Regions from separate parts of the Capra hircus genome. Here region 2 is linked to region 1. A link is a contact called in public Hi-C data. All regions are on one chromosome and are shown on one strand. Each heading gives the region's core, a stretch centred on a gene start, on an enhancer-like site or on the middle of the called end of the contact. The rest is flanking DNA. Distances are from core to core; before and after follow the strand shown.

What was found. Hi-C and Micro-C count contacts between places; a contact is called where the count stands out from the background.
Region 2: a Hi-C map of liver shows a contact between it and region 1, with 5 times the contacts expected there. The contact joins two enhancer-like sites. A contact is called at or near these places in 2 of 5 Hi-C or Micro-C datasets (blood and liver).

Annotation. Positions count from the first base shown.
Region 1 is chr25:35,189,693-35,194,036 of ARS1.2, forward strand. No RefSeq gene overlaps it. Among named protein-coding and RNA genes, the nearest start is that of SRRM3, 12 kb to the right of the region's middle. Within about 2 kb of position 1,434, at least 3 of the 5 cell types and tissues checked have an H3K27ac peak or open chromatin away from gene starts, as enhancers often do.
Region 2 is chr25:35,276,154-35,280,820 of ARS1.2, forward strand. No RefSeq gene overlaps it. Among named protein-coding and RNA genes, the nearest start is that of HSPB1, 13 kb to the left of the region's middle. Within about 2 kb of position 3,023, at least 3 of the 5 cell types and tissues checked have an H3K27ac peak or open chromatin away from gene starts, as enhancers often do.

The DNA of each region.
Region 1 (4,344 bases), core at 184-2,683:
TTAGTTGCTCATCAGCACATGAAATCTTCCCAGACCAGGGACTGAACACGTGCCCCCTGCATTGGCAGACAGATTCTTGAGGAAGTCTGTCAAGTTTAAATTAAAAAAAATTAATGCAGGTTTCCTGTGCCCACCCCTGAGAAGTTCTGAGAGCAAGGACCAAGAACCTATAATATTCCAGATTCTCCCAGATTATTCTGAGGGGGTGAGGTGGTCAGTGACCATATTTCGGACACTGGCTGCCCCAGAATTCTTTTCACTAAGGGTTTTCACAATAAGGCTCCTGCCTTTCAGGGCTTACAGATAAGTCAGGGACGAGAGAATCAACGAGAAAAATGCAGATCAAATACCAAATGACTCCAAAGAGGACAAGGTTACTTCTGCACGTCTTGGTAGAGGCCAGGACTGGAGGAGACTGCCCATCAAGATAGATGGGAGGGAGGAAGAGACGCCATCAGACCTGGCCCTGCAGGCGGGGTAGGGTTCCAGCTGGCCAGAAGGGCAGGCTGGACACGGCAGGCAGCAGCAGGAGCCGCCTGGGCTGAAGAGAACGGGCTTAAGATGGGTTTGAGGTATGGCCAGTGCTCACACAACAAGGGGAGTGAGGCCATTCGGGGTGGAGTCGGGGAGTCTTGAATGCCAGGTTGCAGAGCTCAGACCTCATCCTGTGGGTGTGGGAACTGGGAGGATGTCAAAGGCGCTGAGTAGGCTAGTGACAGGGTCCCGGGAGGAGGCTTGTCAAGATACAGATTGTGGCCCAGGAACCTGGAGAGGGATCCAGGTGATGTCTTTGCAGCCGGCCACACTTAAGGAGAAAAGATGCCACAAGGACCACTCCTGTGACACTTGGCAGCAGAATGGGCAAGGACCAGAGCGGTGTGGCAGGGAGGCAGAGGGTGACAGGGACATGGAGGAAACAGCAGCCCCTCCCAGCCTCATTTCCACCCTCCAGCAGCCCATCAGCCCGTTGGCGGCGTAGGTTCAACTAACTGCGCTCCCCACTTTCAAGCTCCAATTATCTTCCTCGCAGTCTGCAAACTGGCTGCCAGCCCCTGCCTTCTGGTCGCCTCCTGACACACGACTCCCGTCCAGCTCAGCAAGGAACAAAACCCGGGGACTGAGTGGATGGTGTTAATGACCATGATGAGCTGGCCGAGTCTTTGCTGGGGGAAGCTAACAACCAGTCTGTAGAGAGCATAGAGGAGGCTCTGGGGCACCCACTCGGGGGTCATTAGATGGTGACAGACTCGGTTCTGCAAAGAAGCTGCCCTTTAAGTCCCAGGTAGACCCAGCCATGTGGGGTAATTAGAAGGAAAGTGGAGTCTTGCCTCCCCACTGCTAAGGCAGAGGGGGTGACAGCTTAGCTCAGAATGAGCCTGACCTCTCAAGAGGAAGGCCAAACCTCCCAGGCAGTTCTCCCAAATTGCCAGCAGAGGGAGCTGGAGGCTGGTGCTGCAGCACTGGTCCTGGGGACTGTGGGTCAGGCGGTGGCTGGAGGGTCAGCTTTCCCCTTGGGTCTGGGCTCTGCTCATCCTGACCGGAGGGGGCAGCCACCTTAGGGCAGGGATAGTGGAGGTGGGAGAGAGTCCAGGGAGATCAGCCTGGAGACACAGAAGGGTTGAGGTGGGGAGTTTCAGAAGAAAACCCACCCCGACCCCGCCCTTGGTGGCTCAGATGGTAAAGAATCTGCCTTCAATGAAGGAGACCCAGGTTCTACCTCCGGGTCGGGAAGATCCCCTGGAGAAGGCAATGGCTATTCACTCCAGCATTCTTGCCTGGAGAATCCCATGGACGGAGCAGCCTGGTGGGCTACATACAGTCCGGGGTTGCACAGAGGCAGACGAGACTGAGCGACTTTCACTTTCACTACTCTCCACCTCCCCATAACCATAACCCCGCCCTTAACTCAATGCCCGGGCCCCACCAGAGGAGTAGGCGGAGGATAACTTCCCACTTACGCTAATCAGTAACCATTGGCTCCTCCTGTCTCCAGTGCCCTGAGTGGACAGTAGGGACAGGCCACTCATCCAACACCCTGAGGGGGTGGGGATTAAGTAACCCAAACCCAGGGTGGACCGAGCTGCTGGGTGGCAGGAAGGGAAGGTCTAGCCTGTGGACACCTGCAGCGCGCCTCCTTCGTTGGGCCCTGCGAGGGAGCTGGGCCAGGCCCTGCCTGCCGCTGAGTTCCCGCAGAGTCCTTTCTCAACGGCTCCGCTTTCTAATCCCCTAGGGCTTGAGATGGATCTCTTCAATTAACCCACTTTAAGAGGCCACCCACATCTTCCCGCTGCCTGTCGTCCCCAGGCCTGCTGGCTCAGGGCTTGGGGCAACCTCCCTAAAGCAGCCCGGGTGTAGATGCTTAATTCAATTTCCTCATGAAGCCAAACAGGGTCACCCAGAACTGGGCACCGAAAGGCAGAGCCAGGGGGGCTGATCTTTGACCAGTTGCCCCAGTACAACTGGTCAACACTTAGACCACGTAATCCACAGCTGGTGCCCCCACCCACAGGCCCGCTCCAGGCCCCCCTGGTCCACCCCATGGTAAAGAGGTACCGCCTGGCGCCTTGGCGTCACCCAAACCCATTAGCCAATGCTTACATACTTCAGTACCACTGTGATATGAGGTGCCTTCCGCGGGGCTGGGGAAGGCAGTCCCAGAGGGCAAACTTCCCACCCCCAGCAGAGCCCACAGGCCTGACACCCTCCCCCCACAGGCCCCCACAGCCCCCCACCACAGCCTGGCTTCAGCCAGCGGGGCAGTGTCCAGAGGCGGGGCTTTGGGGTGATTCCCAGCAGTTTTACCTGCTCCCTTTTCCTTCCCAGGGCCTCCCAGGTGGTGCAAGCAGTAAAGAACCCGCCTGTCAATGCAGGAGAAGACGTAAAAGATGCGGGTTCAATCCCTGGATCAGGAAGATCCCCTGGAGGGGGGCATGGCAACCCACTCCAGTATTCTTCCTGGAGAATCCTACAGAGGAGCCTGGTGGGCTACAGTCCATAGGGTCAGACACAACTGGAGCAGCTTAGCACACACACCCTTCCTCTCCAAGAAAGCACTGATCTGACAAAGAGAAGAAAGGCCTCTGCACAACCCATTACTGCTGCTGCTGCTGCCCCACCAGGCTCCTCATCCATGGGATTCTCCAGGCAAGAAAACTGGAGTGGGTCCACACCTATTACATGAAAACAAATGGGTATTATATGATTCCATATATCATTAAAAAAACCTACCACCAACAACCGCTCCCCCAAATGTATTTGTGTTTGAGCGTAAATGTCCGTTAACTTGGTTCACTGTCTAGAACGGGAAGTCTGGTTCCTGTCTTGACACCAGACCCTTGGATTTCTTGTATTGCTGACTCCCCATGCTCTGCTGTCCCCTGTGGGGAGTTGGGGAGTTCCCCGATGTCCACCGCCACCCCCGGAGACAGGATCTTGGGGGCACTCCATAGAGGATGGGGGGAACACTGATCCCGGATCAGGGGCTGAAGGAGGGGACTGGCCGTTCACAGAGGGGCTGGTGGGCCCTCAGGAGGCCACCCACTCTGCCACTGCCCAGCTGCTTGTATCAAGGACTGACGGGGAAGCACCGCCCTGCTCCCACCCTGTGTATCTGTCTGTCTGTTTGTGGGTGGGGAGAGGAGCCATCAGCTCCCACAGAGCCTTCTCCCCACTTTAGAGCCATTTCACATTTTCCCAGCTGGCAACCCAGCCCAGCGGGACGGCTCCTGTAGGAGGTCTTGGCCAGTCTCTTTCTCCTTCTCTGGGTCCCCTCCCCTCCTTCCCAAGAGCCCAGGGCCAGACTGGTCCCTCTTAGGAAAGGCCACCCCCTAATCTAAGCACCACCCCCCACCGTCACTCTGTGAAGCCCCCTCCTCCCGAAGCCTCCAGCCCAGATTGACTACAAACCCCACCTCCATTGCCTAAAAATAACTCCTCCCAGCCCAGCCCGCTCCCTCCCCGGGCTCCTGCTGGCGCTAATGCTCTCCCAGCCAGGCGGAGAGCCCCGTGCCAGGCAGACCGCGGGACAGTAATTAGGTTAACTCTGCTCCTGACCAGGATGGTGATCAGATGCTTGGGGCTGGGGCAGGGGTGACTGGGAGTGCTTCTTTCACAGGCCGGGGTGATTTTGTGTGGTGTGTGTGTGTCTGTGTAGGTGTCTGGTGTGTGTATACGCAGGGAGTATGTTTTGAGTGGCAGGCACTGCATAAGATGTGAAAGCAGAGACCAAAGTTGGGTGTACCTGGCCCAGACTGGGGGAGGGGGTGGGGGCAGGAACTGTCTGGCTGCCCATTGCCCATTGATGTTGACCAGGCAGTGCCTGCTTGCATTACCTAGCATCTTGTC
Region 2 (4,667 bases), core at 1,773-4,272, 88 kb after region 1:
AGCCAGTCTTTGTCTCTTGTTAACATCTCAAGGCAATAATCTTGGCAAGGACAAAGAGAGGCAAAACCCTGTCTGAGTGAAGGATTACAGGTTCTCTTCTTCCCCCTAGTTAGGATAAAGGAGGCACTACACATGCGCAGAAAGGCTCCTTGGAGTCAAGTCAGAGGATAATTCCAGGCCATAATGAGTCTTGCTCCTCCCAGAAGCCTTCACTTCGAGATCCATCTTGGCTGACCGTTTGCACCCCAGGGGAGGGTCCTGAGACAAATTAACTGTGGGGGGTAGCGGGGAGGACAAAACAAGAGGACTGTCCTGAGGGAAGACAGAGATCTGGAAAACTGCCCCCTTATAAAGGATTTAAAATTTCCAACTCTCTCTCTGAACTTGCCCGAGTGCTTTTCTGCGTGTCCTTTTCTTTTCAATAAACTTTCTACTTTACTCTTTACCTTCTGCCTCCTCGCCTGAATTCATTCTTGACTAGTCAGGCAGGTACTAGGGACTCTAGCCCTAACTGCTGGCTCCTGTGGTCCAGGGGTTAGGAGTCCGTGTCTGGGAGACAAAGTCCTTGCTTCAAGCTGCTGTTTACTGCTGCGAGTGCCTGAAATCATTATCTGCTGGCCTTACCCTGGACCCTCTGCCCCTCTACATTGCACCCAACCCCTACATGCACACAGAGGAACCTGGGACAACCCTGCAGCCAAGACTTGGCCCTGGGTCCGGACCTGCTCAGCAGCGACTGAGTTACCTCTTAGGATCAAAGCAGGGACGGAGGATCAGCATGGCTGTGGGCAGCTGGGCGAGCCTGGGCGGGCCTTAGTCAGACTCTGGCACTGGGCCCTGCCGCTCAGACCCAGACGACATGGGGGCTAAACCCTGCCTTCACGCCTGCTCTCCTAGAGAAGCGGCCCCTAGGAATGTGCGCTCCACATCCCAAAGTGTGTACCATATGTCCATCTAACACGTCCCTGGGTTCCAGCCCTGAAGAACAAGAGCCTGGAGGCGGGAATGACGCCATCCATGGCAAGTTCCTCTTAGTCTCTGGGCAGTTTTGACTCTCCCCTCCCTCCTCCACCTGCCCAGGTGCCTCTGACTTCATCGCATGCATCAAGCTCTGCCTCCTGAGGGTGAACTATATTCTCATGCGCATCTCATGAGACACCTCTGCTGGGAGAGCTGGAAGCATGAAAAATCTGACTCACTGGAAGAGTCGACTCATTGGGAAAAAGAAAAAAAAACTCTGAAGCTGGGAAAGACTGAAGGCAGGAGGAGAAGGGGACCACAGAGGATGAGATGGTTGGATGGCATCACCGACTCGATGGACATGAGTCTGAGCAAGCTCCAGGAGGTGGTGAAGGGCAGGGAAGCCTGGTGTGCTGCAGTCCATGGGGTCACAAAGAGTCAGACACAACTGAGAGACCAAACAACAACTTCTGAGACAGCTCTGCTGGGAGAGCTGGAAGCGTGAAAAATCCCAGGAATCCCAGGTTTGGCTAAGAAGGAACAACTCCAGATTAATAACAGAATCTCTGGATGGCCTTGGGTAGGAGTGTGGAGGGTGGAAGAGCCTCACTGGCCAGTTGTCAGCACCTCCATCTCTTCTGAAGGGCAGACTGAGGGCAAGGGAAACTCAAGCGCCCAGACAGGCCTCCCAACTCCCAGCCCAGAGAGAGAAGGTCATGTCTGGGGACCCTGGGGAAAACTGACCTTCCCTAGGAGAGGTCCCTGCAGTTTCATATCCACCCCACTCCACCACCCTTCCTTCCAGCCTTGCATTCCAACCACCCTGGAACACCTCCCTGCACAGCCTAAGTGGCAATGGTTGGGTTAAGATGCAGCCCTGGTGGTCCAGAGGCCACCTCAGGGGAAGGAAATCTACCCTCACCTCCACCTCAGGGCTGAACCGGGCAGAGCCTGCCAGGAATAGGGCAGAGCCTGCTCGGTTTAAAGAACCGACAGAAGTTGCAGGAGCCGCTTTGCATTCAGGAAAATGCATTGAGCTGAGGCCAGGTCCAAGTCTGAGTCAGCTCTGTCCCTTTTGGAGGCATGGCCTGGGGTCCAGCCCTGAGCTGGGCTCAGTTTCCATTCTGAGGGGTCTGGGTGGCTCCTGAGGGCCCTCCTGTTTGGATTGTCGGTGTTGCCAGCTCTGTGCGAGCTGGGAATCAAGAGAGAAAGGCCAAGGTTGGTGGCTACCGAGGATTCCCTAACAATGGTAGGAAGGCCAAATTCCCAGGGGGACCCAAGGGTATAAGGATGGCTTTCTAACCAGGCCAACCAGGACCTGGTACAAGAAAGGCCTTCAGTCTTGGCCCTGACCCCAGGGCAGGTCTAGACAACCCCTTTCATTCCCCCTCATCAGATGGGTTCATGAAAATCCTTTGGAAAGTCCTTTAGGGATGGCTGTGTTGAGACTGGGAAGACAGCGGGGCAGGGGGGTTGAGAACTTCATCGGGTGAATGGATGTGGTCCCTGAGCCCCCTTCCCCAGCCCCCTCTGAGCCCCTATCCTCCTTGCCAGTCCGTGTCCCTCTCTGATCCTCCACTCCCTCACTACAACCCCCTCCCAGCACCAAGCCCCTTCTCCCACACTGGAACTCCCTTCTTTCTGGGAGTTCTCCCACTTCTCTGAACCCCTACATCCATCACCAAGCTCTCCCACTTTTGGAGCCTCCTCCCCCACCTCTCTGGGCCCTGGAGGCTGAGCTATCCTTGCATAATCCCTTTGGTGGCCCTGTTAAAGATCTCAAAAAACAAAAGAACAAAAACAAAACCCTTCTCTAGGTGTGACTAGCCTGAAAGGCTTGAACCCTGGAAGTGGTCTCAAAGGCCAGTCCCTCAGCTGGAGCCCCAAGGCTCTGGGTTGGGTGGGGCAGAACGGTTCTGGAAGAGTAACTGGCTCCCACCAAGCAGAGAGCAGGTCTCTAGGGTGTCAGGCTGTATCAACCCCAGAAGGGAAGTCTCCGCCCTGCTGTGAAGAGGGTGGAGCAGGGCCGAGGCAGGCCCTGAGACGCCCCCTGCAGGATGCCCTGGGTTTGGCCTCCCCAGCCTCCCTCCTCTCCCCGCCCCAACCCCAGATAGGACAGTAAGTGACTGCCCCCTGGTGCTCTCCCAGAAATCCCCAGATACCTGACACCACCCACCCCAGAGAGCTTTGGGGAATCTCTGCCCAGGCCCAGAGCAGAAATGGGGGCAGAAAACTCAAGTCTTGGAAAACATTGACATCCCCTAGCCCTGCAACCCCCGTATCTCTGGTCCTATTCTCTGCTCTGGGCCTCAGTGGATGAAACAGCTCAAGCCTCCCTCCTGGAGCACCTAGCTCACTTCCTAGGTCAGCCTTTGCAGGGTCTGGGAGCCTACTCCACCTTCTGTTCCTTTGCCGCATGGGTGTTATCAATCACACCGGCCCAAGGCAGTGTGCTGGGCACCTGCTAGCTGCCAGTCACACCTTAGCTTATGAAACTCTCATAGCAACCCTGTGCCACTGAGAGGCAGCAGAGGATTACAGCCGGGCTTGTGGCCACTGATCACACTGGGTTCAAATCCCCACCACGGCACTTATGAGCTGTGTGACCATGGGCAAGTTACTAAATCCATTTCTTCCTCTGCAAAATGAAGTTGGTTATATGAATTAATACATGGGAAGTGAAAGTCGCTCAGTCGTGTCCCACTCTGCGACCCCATGGACAAAACAGTTCATGAAATTCTCCAGGCCAGAACACTAGAGTGGGTTGCCGTTCCCTTCTCCAGAGATCTTCCCAACCGAGGGATCGAACCCAGGTTTCCCGAATTGCAGGCGGATTCTTTACTAGCTGAGCCACAGGGGAAGCCAATACATGGGAAGCCTTTAGTTACTTATTTTTCGAGTAAGAAACAGTCATGGGAATTATGGGAAGATAACTTTGATCTTATTAAGAATGGAAATCACCCTATTACAAAGTGAAATCACTGGTGATCTTTGTAAGTCAAAGTTTGAGGGAGGAATTCCCTGGTCGTCCAGGGCTTTAAGACTGTGCTTCCACCGAAGGGGGCACAGGTTCTATCCCTGGTCTGGGAACTAAGATTCTGCTTGCTTGCATCTCAGCCAAAAGAAAAAAAAAGTCAAAGGCAATATGAGGAAACAGTGACTGTTCTTTCAGTTCTGTTACAAAATGGAAGGAAATGGGACTTGAGCTTTTAGAAAGTAATCTTTAGAGAAGATTTCCATTCAAGACTAAAGACACTTAACGAGTTTAAATGATGTGAGGATGGATGGAGAGAAGCAATGGAGCAATTGATAATGGAGATTTAATTTATAAACAGGAACATAAAGTTCCAAGAAAGAACAGAACAGACTGTGAGGGAATTCTCCAGTGGTCCAGGAGTTAGGACTGGGCTGCCATTTCACAGATAGGGAAACTGACTTCTGAAGGACTAAGGAACTTCTCAAGTTATGAGAAGTTATGCCTCACAACTAGAACAGGATGGGAGAATTCAAATCCTAAACTTTTAAGCTTTCTACCACTGAAATCCCTTCATCTGGAAAATGACACTTGTTGCTGGGGACAGAAATCTCGCCTTTCTAAATAGCCAGTAGCCACACCGAAGCTGGTCTCCAATTCCTCACTCCTGATTTGACACTGCCTCAGGCAACCCATCTCCCCTCCTAGCCTCAGATTACACAGCTCTAGGTTG